3 separate regions of the Zea mays genome follow, and all the other regions are linked to region 2. Evidence: chromatin contacts called from public Hi-C data. All regions are on one chromosome and are shown on one strand. The core of a region is the stretch at or near the end of the contact, and the rest is flanking DNA. Distances in the headings are between cores, read along the strand shown. Region 1 holds the start of LOC100279810 (SLT1 protein). Region 2 holds the start of LOC100275570 (Protein TRM32). Region 3 holds the start of LOC100381749.

What was found. A called contact is a pair of places that touch in the nucleus more often than the background predicts.
Region 1: a Hi-C map of tassel shows a contact between it and region 2, with 3 times the contacts expected there. The contact joins the promoter of LOC100279810 here to the promoter of LOC100275570 in region 2. A contact is called at or near these places in 3 of 25 Hi-C or Micro-C datasets (ear, leaf and tassel).
Region 3: a contact with region 2 is called in a Hi-C map of bundle sheath, with 2.7 times the contacts expected there. The contact joins the promoter of LOC100381749 here to the promoter of LOC100275570 in region 2. A contact is called at or near these places in 2 of 25 Hi-C or Micro-C datasets (bundle sheath and endosperm).

Annotation. Positions count from the first base shown.
Region 1 is chr3:17,408,682-17,412,006 of Zm-B73-REFERENCE-NAM-5.0, forward strand. It overlaps LOC100279810 (SLT1 protein), which reads right to left and starts at 1,629. Exons shown (of 2, transcript NM_001152766.1): 1 at 1,453-1,629; 2 at 1-1,080. The coding sequence starts at 766.
Region 2 is chr3:17,606,337-17,609,542 of Zm-B73-REFERENCE-NAM-5.0, forward strand. LOC100275570 (Protein TRM32) reads left to right here and starts at 1,481. Exons shown (of 5, transcript NM_001149622.1): 1 at 1,481-1,622; 2 at 3,143-3,206.
Region 3 is chr3:17,828,609-17,832,025 of Zm-B73-REFERENCE-NAM-5.0, forward strand. LOC100381749 reads left to right here and starts at 1,531. Exons shown (of 9, transcript NM_001361540.2): 1 at 1,531-2,049; 2 at 2,149-2,265. The coding sequence starts at 1,855. LOC100272481 (triosephosphate isomerase, cytosolic) reads left to right here. Exons shown (of 9, transcript NM_001146952.1): 9 at 1-29.

The sequences.
Region 1 (3,325 bases), core at 379-2,878, 200 kb before region 2:
CAATCCCATGAAGGCACTGCGGGTTTGACAGCCCACGGTAGTGCTTTCGCTGCATGCGGTGTGACCTGGCAAAGCCCTTATCGGCACTGAACGGGAAAGACGGCTCCCCATGCTTGGAATGCCCATTCATGAAGCTCCGGAGCTGCATCTTCCCAAGGGCATTGTCGGGCCGCTCCTTGAAAACCCACATGTACATGTTCTCCATGTCATGCTGCACCAGGAAGACATCAAGACGTAGATCAGACTTGTCAAAGCCCGAGATGTTCCTGGACGCGTCTCGCACCATCTTCCCCTTTGACTTCTCCACAAGTGCAGGCTTGAAGTAGTTATTGAAGAAGAACCACGCGCCCCAGATGCTGTCGCCTCTCTTAGCGTATTTCCTCGCGCCGACGCCGATAGCGGCACTGCCATTGCCGTTGCCGGTCGGCTTTGGAAGCGTAAGCGCAACCTCAGACTCGTAGTTGTGTGTTCCAAGAGTGACATCAAGTATGTCGAACGTGTCGAGGCTCCACGACGGAGGCAGCGGTGAGTGATCTGCAGAGAGCGGGAGGTTGATGTCCGGCGGAACAGGGTGCGCCGACTCACGCCGCGGAATGACAAAGAGTTCCCGGTCAACACCATTGCCAACCCCATTGGTCGCGGCGCTACCGCCGCCCGAGGACTCGGCGGAGGCCAGGTGCGAGCCGGCAGGGTCCATGGAGAGGAGCGTGCAGGGGTGGCTGTTGCTGTTCTCCATAGAGAGGGAGGCGAGGAGGGGCTCCCCCATGGAGAGCTCCCTCCTCTCCTTTTCCTTCGTCCTTCCTATAGTTGCCTGCTTGTCTTGTATACCGGCTACCTCTCTTCTCCGGTTCTCCCTCTCACCCTGCTCTGTCACCACCTACTGGGCTCCTGCCCCTTCTCGCCTGGTGCGCCAATCAGGGCTCACCACATCCACGGGAGGGACACGGGTTCCTCACAGCCTCGCCTCATAAAAGTGGCAACTTTCCAGTTTCCACCACCGACAGATCCGGATTCGCGATGAGTAATCCTTCCTTGGAGATAAAAACTGAGATCTTTCAGCACAATCCAACAGCCGCAGCCCTGAAAACGGATGGAATTCAAAGTTATTTATTTATTATAAACGCTCGTCAGAATTCACACCGAGCAACTAGTAGGAGTATTACACAGGAACAAAAACCTAAACCGCGGGGACCAAATGAAAAGGCACTCTTCTTTATCAGTAGTAGCAAGAAGGAGATGATTTCTCCCACGACAACTCGATCTTCTCTTCGAGAAATTGAAACGACGGAAGAAAACCTCCTCCGACCAAAGCAGATAAGACCTCGACAAATCCATTACGCACCCAGAACTTTTTCACAGGAATGCTAAAAAATGAATAGATAATAAATGGAAAAAACAAAAAACAGGAGATGGATGGAGAAGGGAAAGGGAGTGGCTTTCCTCTGATCTAACCTCGTGGAAGGAAGAGCCCTCCGGAGGTCTCCTTGTTTCCCGGGGAGAAAAGCTCTCCTGCGGGTGCTGCGGCGTCTCCGCCCGAGCTCTCGCCGGCGACAGGGGAGAAGAGGCAAGGGCAGGGAGAAATGAGGGGGAGGGGAGGGCCCAGGCGCCCAGCGAAGAAGGAAAAGCGGGGGCAACAGGGGGCTGGCTGTCAACGGATCGGGTCCGCTAGTCTATTGCGGGTGGCAGCCTGCAACCGCGTTCGTCGACTCGCCGTTTCGTTCACTTTACTCCCTCGCTCGTTTTGGATCGACTCGTTTCAATTTTTTTAAAAATTAAATTAATATTTTATTTCGGTTTATTAATGAGTCATCTTAATTTATTAACGAGTCAGCTCACGAATTAATCAAGCCACCACATTTAAAAACGAAACTATATATATCAATCATGTAATAATTAATAAACATATTATATGTATGTGTGGTGTCTATGACGTATGAATTAAACTAATAATTGATAAACTATATCTATGTATTAAATTGGTTTATACGAATATAAATATGGATTAAATTAATGAACATGTCTGTGAATTGTAAATTGATAAGCGATAGGTTTTGTTAATTTGGTGTTTCATTGATGTGATATATGAAACTATAAGCATAATTAGTATTTATATTGTTAAATTAGTTTGAAATTAACTAGAAATTTATTATTATTATTATTATTATTATTATTATTATTATTATTATTATTATTATTATTATTATTATTATTATTATTATTATATTGTTTTTTATGTTCTTACTCGCGAACTAAATAAGGCAAACTGAGCTGACTGTGTGACTCGTTAGCTTAATAAATTGAGCCAAGCTAGATTAGCTCGTGATCTTAACGAGTTAGTTCGAACTCAGACGAACCAAATCGAGTTGGATCAATATCTAACCCTATTTCCCGTCCAAGTAAAGAAAAGACGCAGGCTGGATCCTCCTCGCTAATAAACAAAAAGATGGACGCGGATCATGGCTACATGACATATGACCTGTTTGTTTCGGCTTCTAGCAGCTTCTAGCCACCAAAAGCTGCTGCGGCCTGTCAAACGGTCAGCTTTTCAGCCAGCTTCTATAAAATTTGTTGGGACAAAAACCATCCAAAATCAACATAAACACATAATCGGTTGAGTCGTTGTAATAGCAGGAATCCGTCACTTTCTAAATCCTGAGCCCTATGAACAACTTTATCTTCTTCCATACGTAATCGTAATGATACTCAGATTCTCCCCATAGCCAGATTCTTCCCACAGCCAGATTTTCAGAAAAGTTGGTCAGAAAAAAGCTGAACCAAACAGGCCCATAGATCCAGCTGAACGTGTGTGAACTCAGGTCGTGATCTTTGTGTCACCACATGACGTACCATCGTTATCTTTACAACATGAGGTACGTGTCTTCATGTTTTAAAGTGGGTTGTCTTTATTTCTATATCGCTATATAATCCACCAGTTTAAATTTTACAACACCTACCTAACTAAATCACCACACGTACTCATAACCACCACTAAATACACCAAATAAATTGCACGTATGTTTAACAGTCATAACCACCACTAATTAGCAGATCTGACTACCATGTTAAAAATCAGAGTGGCTGGATTCTTGAGTCTAATTATGGGCGGCTCTTATTACCATATTAAAAATCAGGGGCGGGTGATAATGCCACACCCTCTAATCCTCTGTAGAGCCACGTATCTATTACTACTTATTAAGAAGCTAACGAGTGCGTCCACACCTTGCCCCCGCCCCCGCCGTACCCCCGCCTCTGTTCTCTCCCACACCCACACATGGAACCTGCCCCCGCCACAGATCTTGTCCACAACCGCGCAGGCACGCGCATG
Region 2 (3,206 bases), core at 231-2,730:
CCTCATGTGTGTCATCTGCTAACCCGATTGTCTCTCCGCCACCAATGCAGCTAATTAAGAAGTACGTACTATCCTTCAAGGCAGCGGCCGACCCTCCCTCTTGAAACCTGGGAAAGCCGGGAGGCCAGTGGTCCTCAGCCCGAAGGCCAGCCTGTCAGACTAGAGCGAGAAGGCGTGACGTGCGCCAACTACACCTACCAGTGGGTCGGGTTCAACGTCGCCACGCCGCAGACCGTGCGCGGGCTACGTCTTCCTCGTCGTGGCCGCGGCTATCGTATTCATGACCAATTGGGCGCTCGGCAAGCACAGGCGTCTCAAGACCGGAAACTTTCCTGCTGACCGTCACTTCCGTAGGCGTAGCTTGCTCTCTCTTTGTCGCCGCCGGTCCCTTGGCGATCACTGACCTGTACGTGCTGAGAGCAGTGACCAGCCCCAATTGCAGTGTCTCTCCAGCATTCCAGCGCCAGCCAGCGTAACAGCTCCAACATCTGCACACTGGAGGTTCTCCATGTAACATATTTGACATTTCAGGACGTATAAACTAAACGAATCCACGGCCACACGGTCTTAGGATATTCTCTCTCTCTCTCTCGGTTCACCCCTTGATTTTTTTTTATTTGTTGACGAGGTTATATAAATAAGATCGTCTGAGTTTGACAGGATTGACCGGGTTGAGCTGGTCATTGGCGTCTGGTCTGGCCGATGCTACTTGCGGATGGGACACTTGAGCCAATCACGAGCCTGGAATTTCGGCAGCAACTCCAAGGTTGTCTTTTTTTTTCTGTTTATACCCCCATGCCCATCACCGGTGTGGACGTGTGGTGTGTGGTATGGCAGCAGTCGGTGCCCAAAACCAAAAGACGGGTGCAGCACGCAAATCACAAGCTAGCCATGGCCCATGGGTCAATGGAAACTGTTTAAATCTATGACATCAGCACCTTCAGCAACCGCCGTCCTCCTCAATTCCTGCTCGCCGGGCGCGGTTGACAACGGCGACACCCCGTCATCTTGTGGGTTCATATCATATTAGCTTAATCCAATTTTTTTTGCCTAAATTACTATTACAGGAAGAGCGAACACATCATTCTTACATGTTGCTAGTGCTAGATTATAGTGATTAATAATATATACAGCCATAAAGTTGAGGCGGTCTTGAGCTAATGCAGAAATAACCCTTTGTGTTGCGTCCGTGTCCATCGTTTATTATGGACATTGATATTTATTTAAATCAGTTTTTCCCAATCCAAAAGCTATATAATAAACTAAATAAATGCGGTAAAAAGACAGCAAAGTTTTCAGAGGACAGCATAGCTACGTCTCTTGTCCTCCCTCCACACACGCCCCCAAAAAAAAAAAACTGTTCAACCAGAAGAAGTTTTCAACTACCAACGCCCGCCACCCGGACATCCAGGGAAAGCCCGCCACGGACCGGAATTTAACGGAAACACCCTCTCCTCGCATCTGTTCTCCCTCCCTGCGTGGATCCACCGTTTCTTTCCATTCCCGTTTCCGTTCCTCGGTCCTCACCAACAAACCCCTTCCGGAACTCCCAAGCCTCCGATCCTCGCCTCAGAAACCTGCCGGATTTGCGGGCCTCTCAGGCGTCGTATGGAACCAGCCAGGTCAGTTCGCTGCGTGTTTCGCGACCGCTTCTCGGCGGCGGCGGCGGCGCTGCTTTGCGTTGCGCGTTTAATCTGTTCGTGGGAAGGCGTCACCCGTTCGTGCTGGTTTCATGGACCAATACGAGCCGCGGAACCGCGATCGCTGATAGCTCTGGAGTCGACTTGTTTGTTTCCATTCGTGTTCTTCGGAACGCGTTTTCACATGTGCTTAATTTGGTTTCGTACTTTGGTTTTTTTTTTCTGTTCCGCGCTGATTTTGTTGGGAAGGAAACAAGATGCCCTCGTTTTTTTGTTCGGATCGGTAAGAGATGCCACCGTTCGATGCCATCTTTTGTATGCACTTCAGGATTTAGTGTTTCATTCTGTCTATGCTTTTTTTTCCTTTCGAGTTCTGTGCCCGACGGGGACATTAAGCAGTTACAGTAAGCACTAACCAATAAATCTGTCACGGAACCTGTTAGAGACGTGGGGCTAAAAAGTGATTTGATTTTTTTTTACCTTTTTCATGGTTCCAGTGACATGTGGAGTCATGCAATTGCTCCGTCAGCGTGTTCTCCCACCTGTGAAGCTTTGAGCAATCGTACTGGCGTCTTTCACTCCCTCACTCTTCTTGGCTTTGTTTGATTGGAGATAGCCAGATAGGTTGATGCGCATCATGATCTTATTTATGTTCATTTCTTATTTATGCTGGCACTTGTGTTTGCTGTTCTTGCTCATGTTCATTTCTTATTTATGCTGGCAATAAATACTGGACACGAGCTTAGCAGTATATGTTGCTTAGCACGTGGCTAATATTTCCCAAAGTTTGCCTCTCCCCATTAGAAGCTTCCTCGCTCTCCTTATGTTTGTACTGAGTTTTTTTATTTATTTAGAAACGCGGCAAGACAATTGCCGACTGAAATGCACTGGAGATGTTTGGCCATGGAACAAGTACTTAAGTAAAAAACGGCCTGAAAATCACAATCTTTTTTTTCTTCATCTGGGTGGCGTATGACTCACTCCTCTATAACCATCTTATCGTTGATTAGCATTAGAGGCAATAATCTGATTATTGATTAGCAATGGATACTCGAACTAACACGGATAGGGAAATATATCTTGTAATCAGTCTGTCTTAATAAATGCTTACATTGCAGTTGGGGTTTGCTGTCTTCATGTTTCCCGAAAGCAGAGTGTTGTGTCCGCATCTTTGGTTGATTAGTCTAGAAAAGGTGGGGGGGAGGGGGGAAGCTTTGTTAAGCTGGCTTTTATTCGCACATTAGTCGATTATGGTAAAAATTATATTCTATCTTTACTTTATGCGTTTTCTCAGGATTAGCTCCTCCTTTAGCTTACTGAATTTGTGGACACTTTGTTTGGAGACCATCTTTTCCTGTATTAAGTTTGTTAGGCGCAGACACTTTTTTTTTAACGCAATGCACATACACTTTTCGTGTATGGTCTGGTGGCAATGATTTAAATGGAGCGGGATAGACATTAGGTTTGTTAATCAGTGGACAGTCTGTTGCTGTTCATGACAGGTGGGAAAGTTGAGCGAAGCTGAAACCGTGTCCCTTATTTTGCAAGGGTGGTGCTCATAAGGAA
Region 3 (3,417 bases), core at 281-2,780, 220 kb after region 2:
TCTGGACGTATCAATAATGGTGCTTATGTATCCCCTTTTTTTTGTGCCGAATTACGGTGGATCCGTCATCTGAACCATGGGTTTGGTGTATGTAATTGCGTCACCCGATGCCTAGGGTGTGAGACTGAAGTTTTTGGACATTTGGGACAAGGTAGCCTTGTGCCCTTGTGCCCCACATTGGTCGAATGCTGCCAAAACTGTACCGGTCATCTGTGCTCCGTACGGATTAGCCTGATCTGCGAATGCAACTTGTCAGCTAATCGTTGCACGGAGGCAGCCAGACAATTATTGTACGATATATATTCGATCTCCCCAGGCATAGGGGATTGAATATCTATTCTTGTTTTTACAAATGAAATACGGATCCAAACAATGTCCAAAACTATTGTTTACTTCTTTTTTTTTAAAATTAAATACACATACGTACAAGAATGGGCGTGGCTTAATTAGTGGGATGAAACCTGTCGATTCAAGATAAGTCGGCATGGGTGGTCTCGTATTCCTAGAACTAGCAAAGTATAGATATAAACCAAAAAGACGTGTTTTCTACTGGTGGTTAGATATACATGTCTTCTACTGGTTAGATATCTGAACAACCATAGTTTAAATCTTAAATCTCTATTTGTGTATAATTTTAACCTTTTTACTATTTAAGTGAAAATGTGAAAACTAATATTTTATATAATGGAGTTTTTTATGGTTTTATAAATCTATAAAAAGAGACATTAATATTATCTGTAAATTTATAAGACTATAAAATGAGTGTGCACTTTGAAGATGAATAATCTATATATCTATGCTAACGCTATGGTTCCGGGAAGGCGAGAGAAAAGATAGAGGCTGGTGAGGTGGCACGAGAAGGGGAGGGGAGCCGTGGGATAATGAGAGGTGGTAGGGGGGTTAGAGCATCTCCAAGAGACTTTTTATTTTTTACTCTCTATTTAACTCTCTATTTATCTTTTCATAAAGATTACATTATATATGTAGCATCTTACTCCAACAGACTATTTATCTAATTTTGCTAGTCAGGTGGCTAGCCAAATTTAGCTAGTGAGAGAGCTGATTTGGAGAGTCAGATAGCTTGGCGAGTCAGATAACTAGTCTGTTAGAAAGTTATTTTACTGTTAAGTAGCCAAAATTTGGCTTGACGAGTCATTTAACTAGTCTCTTGGAGATGCTCTTATTGTGCGTGAGGGACGTGTGAGTAGCCATAATTCAAATAACATTGGATATTGTATTTGAGCGATTAAGAGAAAAGGTTTATCTAACAATCTTAACGGTTGGTTTTAAGAATGTGTTATGTTTTAAAATAATTTATTTGATGAATTTAGAGAATATTATGATTGGATGAGTTTTGTAAAGTTTAAACCGCTGATTTATATATTTATATTTTGAAGATGAAAAAAAAGAAAACGTGAGGCTGTACCCCTCAACCCTCATCAAAGTGACCTTGGTAACAGATGCCGTCACGGGCATAAATTCGCGCAGCCCCTCGGCGCGTTGCATTGCGTCAACCGCTGGGGAATTTAAGCCGGTCATGCGTTGCACTGCATGGGCCGGCCAGCTATTTCCGGTGCCCGCACGGGAAGCGTAACGCGACACCGACGCGCCCTCGCCACCCCGTCACCCGTTGCGCTGCCTCCCTCCCTAGTCCCTATCTCTCTCTGCCGTCTGCCCCGAAAGAGGCGGCAACCCCTCCGCGCGGGGTTCTTCTCTCGGTGCTCTGACAGGCGGCGCGGCAGCGAGACGTCGCTCTCTCTCTCACTCCCCGCATCCTCCTTTTCTTACCCGCGCCGGAGAGACCGATCGAGAGGCCGAGACCCCCCCCCCCCCCCCCCCCCCCCACAACACTAAATGAGCTCGCCGACGCCATTACGTCCCGCCGGCGGCGGCAGTTACTACCCGCTCCACCGGCGGCGCGGGCGACCGGGCCCAGGCCCGGGCGCGGGTTTAAGAAGGCCGCGGGTGCGCCGGTGCAAGATGAAGCTGATGTACTTCCTCATGGACAGGGACGAGCAGCGCGAGAAGCGGCTGGAGCTCGAGTTCGAGGTGCGCTGCCCAGTGCGGCAGACTCTCTCGTCTTCCATGGACGTACGGCAGACTCTCTCGGCTGACGCTCTCTCTCTCTCTCTCTCTCTCTGTGTGCAGGTGTCGGAGCTGGAGACGGTGCTCGAGAAGGAGCAGCAGCTGGGCAGGGTCCTGCAGTGCTCGCTCCAGGGGCGCGTCGTGTGCCATTGCTGCCTCTCCGCGCTGGTTCCTACCAACGTAAGCGCGTCTCACTCACTTCTCTGTTCCATTCCATGCCTGCATCTGCATGTAGTGGCGGCCGGCTGAATGTTCATCAGCCAGCTAGTCCCGTCAGTGTGAGATCATCATGCATGTATGATATCATCATGCATGAACTGATTTCTGCATAGCAATCCGAAAAAGTTCTGATTTTGTAGCTTATTACCTTGTCGATCGTTTGGAGCTGTGACGCTGATAGTCCTAGGCACTGTTTGTTCCCCATAGATTATATAATCTAGTTTAAATAAGTTGGGATAAATAGACAACACATATTATTAAATGGATTATAGAATTTACATACCTAAATTATGATAATTTATAAGTATGTCAATAGTTGTTTATATAATCTATAAGCTGGATTATATAATTTTAAAGGAAACAAACAAGGTTAGGGGATGTTCGCTTCGGATTAAATCTAGTTGTTTGAATGTTGTATCTATAATCTATATAAACAAAGATACTCAATAGAAACGGGTACAATAAAAGTAGATATAAATTAAAGCCAAGCAAATAGCCTGCTGCTCATCAATAAAAAAAAGGCTGAAACTGCTCAGTCTGAAGTCTCCTAGCCACGAAGAACAAACATGATTGCAAGTGTACTGTCACCGCAGTCCCATAGGAATTATTTGCATCGTGAGTCGTGGCATTTCACCTCACCGCCGCATCTGGAGGGAAATACGGCACACGTGAAGCTGTCACACACTCACACCCCCGTACTCGACGCCAGTGACGTGTGTGGGTGTGGTGGATCCACTCGAGTCACCGGCCCCTAGGGTAAACATGTACCATGCATATGCATGGACTCCCAGAGCACGGCCATTTTCCATTCCAACGCCAGGTGCAGGAACACAACAGTGTGTCCTTTGGATTCCTGCCTGCCTTGCCTGCCATCCGAGATCCGACGTCACCTGTGTCTCTCACTTGAGAACCAAGGACGCAGAGCTACTGTGTGAGCGATCTCGACCTGTCTATCTTCAGACAAAATCACTAGTACCTCTTATCTATCAGATCTGGTTTCCTTGGATGCCGCCTTCTCGTACTGTACTCTACCTCTGTCAACTGGATCAATCACCCAATGCTTGCGTGGTACAGTACAAGAAGGCCATCAGTACGACTTGACAATGGTTGCTG